Regions from separate parts of the Danio rerio genome. Here region 2 is linked to region 1. The links are chromatin contacts, called in public Hi-C maps. All regions are on one chromosome and are shown on one strand. The core of a region is the stretch at or near the end of the contact, and the rest is flanking DNA. Distances in the headings are between cores, read along the strand shown. Region 1 has its middle 480 kb from the start of igfbp5b. Region 2 has its middle 520 kb from the start of tns1b.

Evidence for each region. A called contact is a pair of places that touch in the nucleus more often than the background predicts.
Region 2: a Hi-C map of embryo shows a contact between it and region 1, with 1.8 times the contacts expected there. The contact joins two enhancer-like sites.

Annotation. Positions count from the first base shown.
Region 1 is chr9:49,129,204-49,133,750 of GRCz12tu, forward strand. No RefSeq gene overlaps it. Among named protein-coding and RNA genes, the nearest start is that of igfbp5b, 480 kb to the left of the region's middle. Within about 2 kb of position 1,823, at least 4 of the 62 cell types and tissues checked have an H3K27ac peak or open chromatin away from gene starts, as enhancers often do.
Region 2 is chr9:49,217,349-49,222,577 of GRCz12tu, forward strand. No RefSeq gene overlaps it. Among named protein-coding and RNA genes, the nearest start is that of tns1b, 520 kb to the right of the region's middle. Within about 2 kb of position 2,828, at least 6 of the 62 cell types and tissues checked have an H3K27ac peak or open chromatin away from gene starts, as enhancers often do.

The DNA.
Region 1 (4,547 bases), core at 573-3,072:
ATTTCCAGTTAATGTCATGATGAGACCTCTTTTTTCATAGAAAATACTATATTAGATTTACTACTATTTTATTTTATACATTTTTTTTTCATTATTATTTTTTAATAAAGGTAGTGCAGTGGGTAGTGCTGTCGCCTCACAGCAAGAAGGTCACTGGTTTGAGTCTTGGCTGGGTCAGTTGGAATTTCTGTGTGGAGTTTGCATAAAAAATAAAACCTATGCTGGATAAGTTGGCGATTCATTGCACTGTGGTGACCCCAGCTTAATAAAGAGACTTAACAATAAAGATTATAAATGAAAATGAAGATTTTTTAAATAAAACAAATGACATCCATTAGAAGTTATTTAAATTCCTATGGCTTCTTTGAGGACATCCTTGCATGGGGGCCGATCACACTAAACATGCTTTTCTCGTTAAGGGGTGCCTTTTTTAAATTATTTACTAATGGCCGTTAGCGTTTTGCACGCTGCTCATGCGCCCTGCGTGCCTTTCATTTTAACCTAAGAAACAGACCTTAAACATGCCGATTTTGCAATGGCATACCGTTCACCGTAAGCGCTTCACCCAGTATATATAAGTCCTATTAGCATACTTCGGCACGCTATTGGTCAGCTGGTAAGCTTGCAAAGGAACCATAGCATTTGTTTTCAAGACAAAATGCAGCCATATGTACTTCTGGCTCATAATTCCAGATCTCCAGAAAAATATAAAGGGCAAGGCAAGGCAAACTTTATTTATAGAGCACAATTTTATACAACCATAGTTGATCCAAATTGCTTTACAATGAGAAAAAATATTTAAGAAAATAAAAATAAAAAAATAAAAATGTAAGAAAAGGAAATATATATGTAATACTAAAATACAGTATAGAAATTACATGTATGAGTCACTCAAAGGCAAGGGAGTAAGAATACGTCTTCAAGTTAGATGTAAAAGTATCCAAGGATGGAGAAATCCTAGTGTTCAACAGGAGACTGTTCCAGAGCCTTGGGGCCGCAACACAAAAAGCTCAATCACCTTTTGATTTGCAGCGAGACTGAGTGATTGACAAAAGAAACTGATCATGGGACCCTAATGGGCTACGTTTTTCGTTTTTTTAAAGTGAGCCTATGTCGCACAAAACAGAGAAACAAATTAAAACTAACATGAATTATGCTTTTACTAGATTTAACTACCCAATATCTAAGAAGACTTTGAAGCAATTTTATTTTTTATTTTATTTTTTTTGTGGTGTTTTGTCCATTTGTTGTTGCAAAGAGTCTATATATGTGAAGATTATGACAGATAACACTGATTAAAAAAAATGATTTGCAACTATAGGGTGAGTAAATAATTGTACATTTTTGGTTGAACTATTTCCTTCATTTCCGAGACTTCAACACACCTGGATGATATTAACATGTAAAAAAAAAAGGGGGATGGAAATGCACACACAATAAAGTAAGACAATCATTCAGCAAAAGTGGAATTCGATCAGAATCTATCTATCTGTCTTTGATGGACAGTGTTTGAGGAAAATAACAGTGCTTTAAATTCGAGATGTATTTTCAGCCATCTGTAAATGTAAATCAGGCATGTGGTTGACATCCAAATCCAGACGGCAGCATGAGGAAGGCTGCACCCTGCAATAAAATCAAATCCTGACATAGATTCTCTAGGAACGAAGAGAGAAAGAGAGAGAGAGAGAGAGAGAGAGAGAGAGAGAGAGAGAGAGAGAGAGAGAGAGATTCCTAAAAAGTACCTTTGTGCCTTTCGGAGACCCCATGTGTGTGTCAGACTAACCCAGTCTAGAAATGTGGGGGAAGGATGGTTACAGACTGTGATGGAGACAGATCTGTCTGCTCACAGCCCGCCTGCAGGATTAGTTTTAAGAAGGAGGTGGAGGGTGGAAGTGGGCAGAGTGGCCTGGCGCAAAGATGCTTCCTTCGTGAGCGGCCAACAGAACGGCCTCTGTGGCTGCTGTGGCATTGCCGAAATGTCTTCTCAGACCAAAGGCAGCAGCCGACTAAATTATCCAAAACATGTTTCACTGGGAGCGTTTTGTCTTTTGCCGGAGTTCCCAGGAATAAGAGCACTATTCAAATATTTGATGCTGTCGAGATATGCGTGTCGCAATAACCTTGAAGACACCTGACTAGTAAATCTAGAGAGATGAATGCATTCCTGGGCTTGCTTTATGAGCTTGTCAGAAAAGAGCTGGGCACTGATAATTCACATTGTAATTCATGATAGATATACACACACACACACACACACACACACACACACACACACACACACACATATATATATATATATATATATATATATATATATATATATATATATATATATATATATATATATATATATATATATACTCTATACGGCCACTTTATTAGGTACACCTACCGGGTTTGACCCCCTTTTGCCTTCAGAGCTGCCTTTAATGTAATAAATTCAACAAGGTACTGGAAATATTCCTCAAAGATTTTGGTCCATATTGACATTTGGTCCATATTGACAGAATACATAATAGAATCACGCAGCTGCTGCAGATTTGTCAGCTGCACATCCATGACGCGAATCTCCTGTTCCACCACATCACAAAGGTGCTCTATTGGATTGAGTCAGGTGACTGTGGAGGCCGCTTGAGTACAGTGAACTGGTTGTCATGTTCAAGAAACTAGTCTGAGATGATTCGCACTTTATGACATGGCACGTTATCCTGTTGGAAGTAGCCATCAGAAGATGGGTACACTGTGGTCATAAAGGGATTTTTTTCGGACCATTCTCTGTAAACCCTAGAGATGGTGATGCGTGACAATCCCAGTAAATGAGCAATTTCTGAATTACACAGACCACCCCGTCTGACACCAACAACCATGTCACGAAGTTGGACCATGCAGTTGGACATGTTTGCCTAATAAAATGGTGTGTGTGTGTGTGTGTGTGTGTGTGTGTATATTTATAAACTGTATTTATATACGGCTTGAATTCAGTCAAAATGGCATTTTAATTCGGGATAAAAAAGCAAACATTTCTCAGTACTGGGAATATGGCAACTTTGTCAAATGTTTTACACAGTGGATGCTCTTTCAGCTGCATCCACTGTGTAAAACATTTGGCATAGTAGTTGGTGGTTCATTCCACTGTGGCGATTGCTGATAAATCAATTCAAAGGTGGCACTTTTGACAAACCTAATCCATGAATCTGGTTTGATTTTTGAAATTAATCAGCTGTTTTGAATTAATCACTGGAATAATTTATACTTACGTTTAATAAAATTCCCTTTAAAAAGAAGAAGTTTGAGATCTTAAAAAGCATACACAGCGGCCTCTGGTGGATTCATGAAAAAAAGGCAAAAAACGTAGCTCCTGGGATGTATTTGGCGCTCTCCAGAAATGTATATATGGGTACATTATCAGAATGAGCCTGGGTTGAATCAATTATATAAATTGATAGTCTTACTGCTTCTGTTTTGAACAAACAATATTTACTGAATTGATGACTAATAATACCACTCTAATTTAAAACCCTCATTATTTTGAAGCTTGTTGAAAAACAACTTTATTGCTATCTTATGTAATGTAGCTGCAATTTAATTCAAAAAAAGAAAGAAATCCCTTCATTAAATAGCTCCATTCCGGCTACTGTTAAAAGGGCAGCGTGACTGTAGTTTAACCAGTTTAAATTATGAGTGGTTTGAAGCTCGGGAAGGTACGGTTTCAAAGCAGCTTCCCCAACAGCGAAACCAAAAGCCTTGATTGGTGTCATTTACTGCCCTCTGTGCCTCTGACCAATGGGCTTGAATTATCAGCGGTCTGTGCCCAGCTGGCAGCTCTGTATCTTTCCTCTATACTCCAGAGATTCTGTTCATTAAACAAACCCTGGGAGGGGGCAGCCGCATGGCTCTGCATTAGCTGCTTTGTTCATTGGAAAAACCACCTGGATTGTGTTTTCGCAGGCTATATATAGTCTCACCTCTAAATGTGAACCACCTGTGCTGGACTAAGACGAAATTTCCCAAAGCTGGCTGAGAGATGTGGCAGCAGAGATGGCAACACATGCAGCAAGTTTGGTCAAATGGTAGTTTTAAATGAACTTCATTGAGCAGTAGTGGGAAATCACATTTTAGCTGGACATGACAAGAATGACGCCTAGTTTTTTTTCTTGTAAAGTGTGTTTGTTTGAATCTGTATTATTTATTTTTCAAAAAATGGTAACACTTAATAAGTAGACACTATGAATCATTTATTAAGCATTAGCAAATAGTTAATTCATCATTTGTTAAGAATATGCTCTACAAAAATAGATGGTAGTAGGCAGTTTATGAATACAGCTACAAATGCAATATTCTTGACTTATAAGCACATGTACAATGCGCTTCATGATTGTGTTGTCATACGTGGTTAAAGAATATTTTTTCATTACCAAATTAATAATTGAAAAATTAAGCATTAAATATAAAAGTTAGGGTCTGTCATGGTATGGGGATGTGTTAGTGCCCTTGCCAAAAGTAACTTGCACTTCTGTGATGGCGCCATTAATACTATAAAATTACGT
Region 2 (5,229 bases), core at 1,578-4,077, 89 kb after region 1:
GGAGTCGGTTGCTCTACCGAGGAGGCTAAATACCATGGCCTCTAGCGTCTGTCGCTAGGGCACCTTTAGAGGTTTCCTCCGGATGCTCCAGTTCCAACAACATGCGGTGAATTAAATAAACTAAAATGGCTGGAGTGTATGTTCGAGAGCAAATGGGTGTTTCCCAGTTCTGGGTTGTGGCCTAAAGGGCATTCGCTGTGTAAAACATATGGTGGATAAGTTGGCGGTTCATTTTGCTGTGGTGACCCCAGTGAATGAATGTATCTTACCCCTCTGGTTTTACAAGGCACATGTGCAAGGGTGTGAAAGACTGCATATGATCAGGTGTGCGATGTTTACTCACACTACGGATGGGAGAAACACAGATTTTCCAAGCCTCTAAACAAACAAAATGATTTTTGCAAAATTGCTTTGTAAAATGATTAAACAAAACACATTAGAATGTGCTCTTTTCAAGCATTAAATTAAAAATATAACATAAATGCACTTATCTAACTTCTTTACATATTCATGTCTGCATTATTTGCCTTCTTTTATACATTTTCAAGTTTTAGGTCAGGGGTCACCAATCTCGTTCTTGGAGGTCCGGTGCCTTGCAGGGTTTAGCTCCAACTTGCCTCAACACGCCTGCCTGGGTGTTTTAATTATACCTAGCCAGGCCTTGATTAGCTTGTTCAGGTGTGTTTGGTAAGGGTTGAAGCTAAAATCTGCAGGACACCGGACCTCCAGGAACAAGTTTAGTGTCCCCTGGTTAAGATATTGTTTGTTCCATGATGGCCTCTGCTAAACAGGCCAACAAGAGACTCATCCATTCATTCGGCTTAGTCTCTATTGAGAGGTAGCCACAGCAGAATACACCGCCAACTATTCCAGCTTATGTTTTACACAGCGGATGCCCTTCCAGCTGCAACCCAGTACACCCACACACATACACACACACACACACACACACACACTCCTACACAGCAACCAATTTTGTTTCACCCAATTCACCTATACCACATGTCTTTGAACTGTGGAGGAAACCGGAGCACCCAGAAATCCACATGAACATGAAGAGAACATGCAAACTCCACAGAGAAATGCCAACTGACCCAGCCGGGACTCAAACCAGTGGCTTTCTTGCTGCGAGGCTACAGTGCTAACCACAGAGCCACTATTCTCTTTTATTAACTAGCATTCCTTTTCAGCTTACAAATGTCTCATTAAAACATCTACACACCCATAAAACTGATCTGAGAAAAAAAAATGAAGCCATTTACCACTAGGGGCGATATGAATGAAGCCGTGTGATTTATGTGGAGTTTATGGCATTAAACAGATCGCTCAGAAGCAGAGAATTATTACATTTCCGAAACAGTAATGATCTAAACGAAGTTCTGTTTACTGAAATCATGAGACCAAACCAAATTGATTCGGTTTTGATTCAAAACAAAAGATTCATCAAATTTTTTAAGCTTCTTTAAGCAGTGTTTCGAAAGCAGCCATGACTAACTCACACACCTCTCACTAGATGGCCTCTTAATTCCTCACTCTCATCTGGGTCATGGCACCAATGCAAACCCTTTAAACATACATGAATCACCTTGAGCGGGGAATCAATTTGGTTATTTTTTCATGAGCAGAATCACTGACCTCTAAGAAAATACTGAAAATTTCAGTCATATATTTGGAGAGAACTCCAGTCTGATATTAACAGCAGCACAGTATGTTTTAACCTTAAATTAATCAGAAACATTATTACAATCTGAATTAATATGTTTTATTATTATTATTATTATTAACACATATTAGTCTCTTTTTTGTTATTTGTTTACACTCACTGGCCACTGTATTAGGTACACCTGTCCAACTACTCGTTAACACAAATTTCGGTCCCACTTTATATTAAGTGTCCTTAACTACTATGTACTTACATCAAAAAATAAATACAATGTACTTACTGTGTTTATAATGTATTTGAGAACACTTTTGGTGCTTTTGAGTTGGGATAGAGGTTGGGTAATGGACAGGTTTGGTGGCATGGGTAAGTTTAAGGGTGGGTTACGGTGTAAGGGATGGACAACAGTGTTTTTACAAATGTAGTTACAAAAGTTAATTACAGATGTAGTTACATACTTGTATTTAGTCAAGCATAAGTACACAGTAAATACATGTATTTACACAATAAGTACATTGTAACAAACTATTAATTCTGGTGTAAGTACATATTAGTTAAGGCCACTTAATATAAAGTGGGACCCAAATTTCAAATTAGCCAATCACATGGCAGCAACTCAATTCATTTAAGCATGTGGACATGGTCAAGTTGATCTGCTGCAGTTCAAACTGAACATCGTTGAAAGTGGCATAGTTGTTGGTCTGAGTATTTCAGAAACACTTTTGTCTGTGACACCCCACGTTGTCGTTTGCCTAGAGCGCCGGTTAAGTTTGCGTCTGTACTGTTTACCAAAAAGTAGTTGATTGTATTTGCTAAAAAATGTAAGATAAGTAGTTGCAAACTATGTATACGGGCTAAATTAAAACAAAGAAATTATATGTAGTAATATTCAACTTGATTGTTTGATTTAATCCAACTCAGAGGGATTATTAGCAACCACTCACCTAAAAAATAATTGTAAATTAATCATTAAACCAATGAATATTTTTTTTTGTCATCATGCCAATTAAGCTCTTTTGAACTGAATTGAATAGAGAGAGAGAATGAGAGAGAAAGAAAGAGAGCGAGAAAATGTCCACCACCCCTCATGCCGAGACAGACATGAGCCAGACAATACAACTGTCCAAAACACGCAACACTTGCATTTGAGCCAAAACACACTGACATGGAGCCTTTGAAATGGAATGCATGCAAAGACAGGCAGCTCGGTCTTAGCTGTCTCTACTGGTCAGCACTAAACATATATCTCAGAGATGGACACCTGACCCATCCAGCCATCAGAGAATGATTAATGATGAGGGGCCCTTACCAAACCCCCTCCCCCTTCTGCCAATGGACACCCAACACCTGCAGATCAGTCCGGGGCAGTGACTGACACGAGACTCATGCTGTTTCATAAGCACGTGGGTCTGTTTACTGTACTTGTCCTGAATGTTTAATGTGTTGCTCCAGAGGGTGGAGGATACAAACCCAAGCCCACAAAATTAAAAGGAGGCCAAGAGTCAGTTATGCCCTTTCTCAAATTGTTGTCTCCAGGAAAGAATATTCGCCCCCAAAAAATGAATTATTGTAAATATATATAGAGAAAGTCAATAAATCGCTGAAAAAAAATCTAAACATTCAGTGTGATTCAGTGGAGGTGGAATTTTCCACAGAGGCACATGTTTAGGCCACTATAACTCCATTCCAAATCCTAGGGAACTACTTTGTAGTGCCTACATAGACAACTGCTTTAAATCAGTAGACCCTCGGTCACTTATTATGAGCATTTAACTTGATGAGAAACTATCATCCACCAAAATTAGCATTATTGCTACAGAAGTGACTCTGCATTTGACATTAGTGTGTTTGCTAACCAAACATTTGTGAAAGTTGTGATTTGACTTCAGAAATAATAGTATAAGGCAGCTTGACATCACACACACAAAAAAGATACTATAGTAATTTATAGTAAATTCCATAGTGTTTTAAAACCATACTTTAGTAGTATTATATTGTGTATATATTATAGTTACAACATCGTTAAAGGTCGCGTGAAGTGTTTTGAAATGTGCATTTTTATTCGATGTCTGATATAATTTCAACCAAAACACGAGGAGAGGGTGGGACATAATGATGCTCCTCCCCTTAAAAAAAAACAGCCATTAGTATTAGAGTTGGGCTGATAAACGATGTCATCGTCCATTGACAATGCAACAACACAATGCTGAGCTGGCATCGCCGATCCTCTGCCCTGCCCCCGTCGCAAACCCGCTCGCGAAAAATACACACTCAGGCCCCGTTTTCACTAATGCGTCTTTGTGTTAAAATGCCATTTTAAAATATTCCACATCCACACCGTTTTATTTACCTAGCATTTCTGAACAGCCCTCCGTTTGCTGAAAACGCACATCACATGATCACACACATAGACACAAGTGGTGCTCACTGCAGAGCCACAGACACACACACACAGCCACTCACTGTCATGCGCTCAAGTTTATCAATGATGTACCGCTGGTTCACGTCTCACTGTAGTTGTTCCCAAGTTTCCCGTAAGTTCCAGGAGTCACTATGCACCCCCCCCCCCCTCGCTTTTCACATGATGATGACCCATCAGATGATGATGATCCATCACATTAGACATTTTACATTTTACATTAGACATCGTACAATGCCAAATTGGTCGACATCGCCCAACCCTGATTAGCATTTTATCACAGCTCTGCCAGTGAGAGTGGTTGAGCTCAAGTGCATCTAATAAAAAGCAAATGAGAAGGGAGCGAGACATGTCAGATACTAGAGAGCATTTGATTGGTTATGATTTGATGAGAAATTGAAGTATGGGTTAACGTGAATAAAATTGTTGATCCTACTAGCTTTACATGCTTATCGGTTTTATATCTTCTAAATGCAGATTGTGTCACTGTTTTGGAGCACACTAGCTTAAAGATATCTTAAAAACAAACCATACTAACATTTAAAAATCTTAAGTCACAAGTGTGATTTCCAGGAGATTAGCATTTGTTTGCAGGCATACAGGAGTCTCTATTTTCGCTATTAGACTTTCTGACATGATCCCAACTAAAGCCAACATGTGGAAAAGATGCCCTCAAAAGCTAGTCCAACAAATGTTTTCTGATGGTCGACTGTTGGATTGGTGCATCACAGCCCACTAAGTTTTCAACCACTCCTGCATATGACAGACGGCTGAAGCCCTGGCTGCAAGTGTTAAGCTTTTCCTGTGGGAAAAAAAGCATTATTTCCTATGAGGCTGACCACTGGTCCACCTCCAAACTTTGCTGGAACACTGGGCCTCGAGGAATGAAATTGGTTTTCTTGGGATAAAAGGTATCTCTGTGTATTTGTTAATTTTAATTTAAATAACAAAAAGAAAAAAAAATAACTTAACCTTGGCTTTGGGCATATTTGACCCAATGTTGGTATATGGTTAACCCATCATTTTTAAAATACATTCATTAACACATTTTCTTCAACACATTTAGAAAAAGTATTTGTTCTGCATCTAGTATCACCTGTGGTGACCCTCTCAATATTTCCATATCTATAATATATAGTTTTGTAGTATA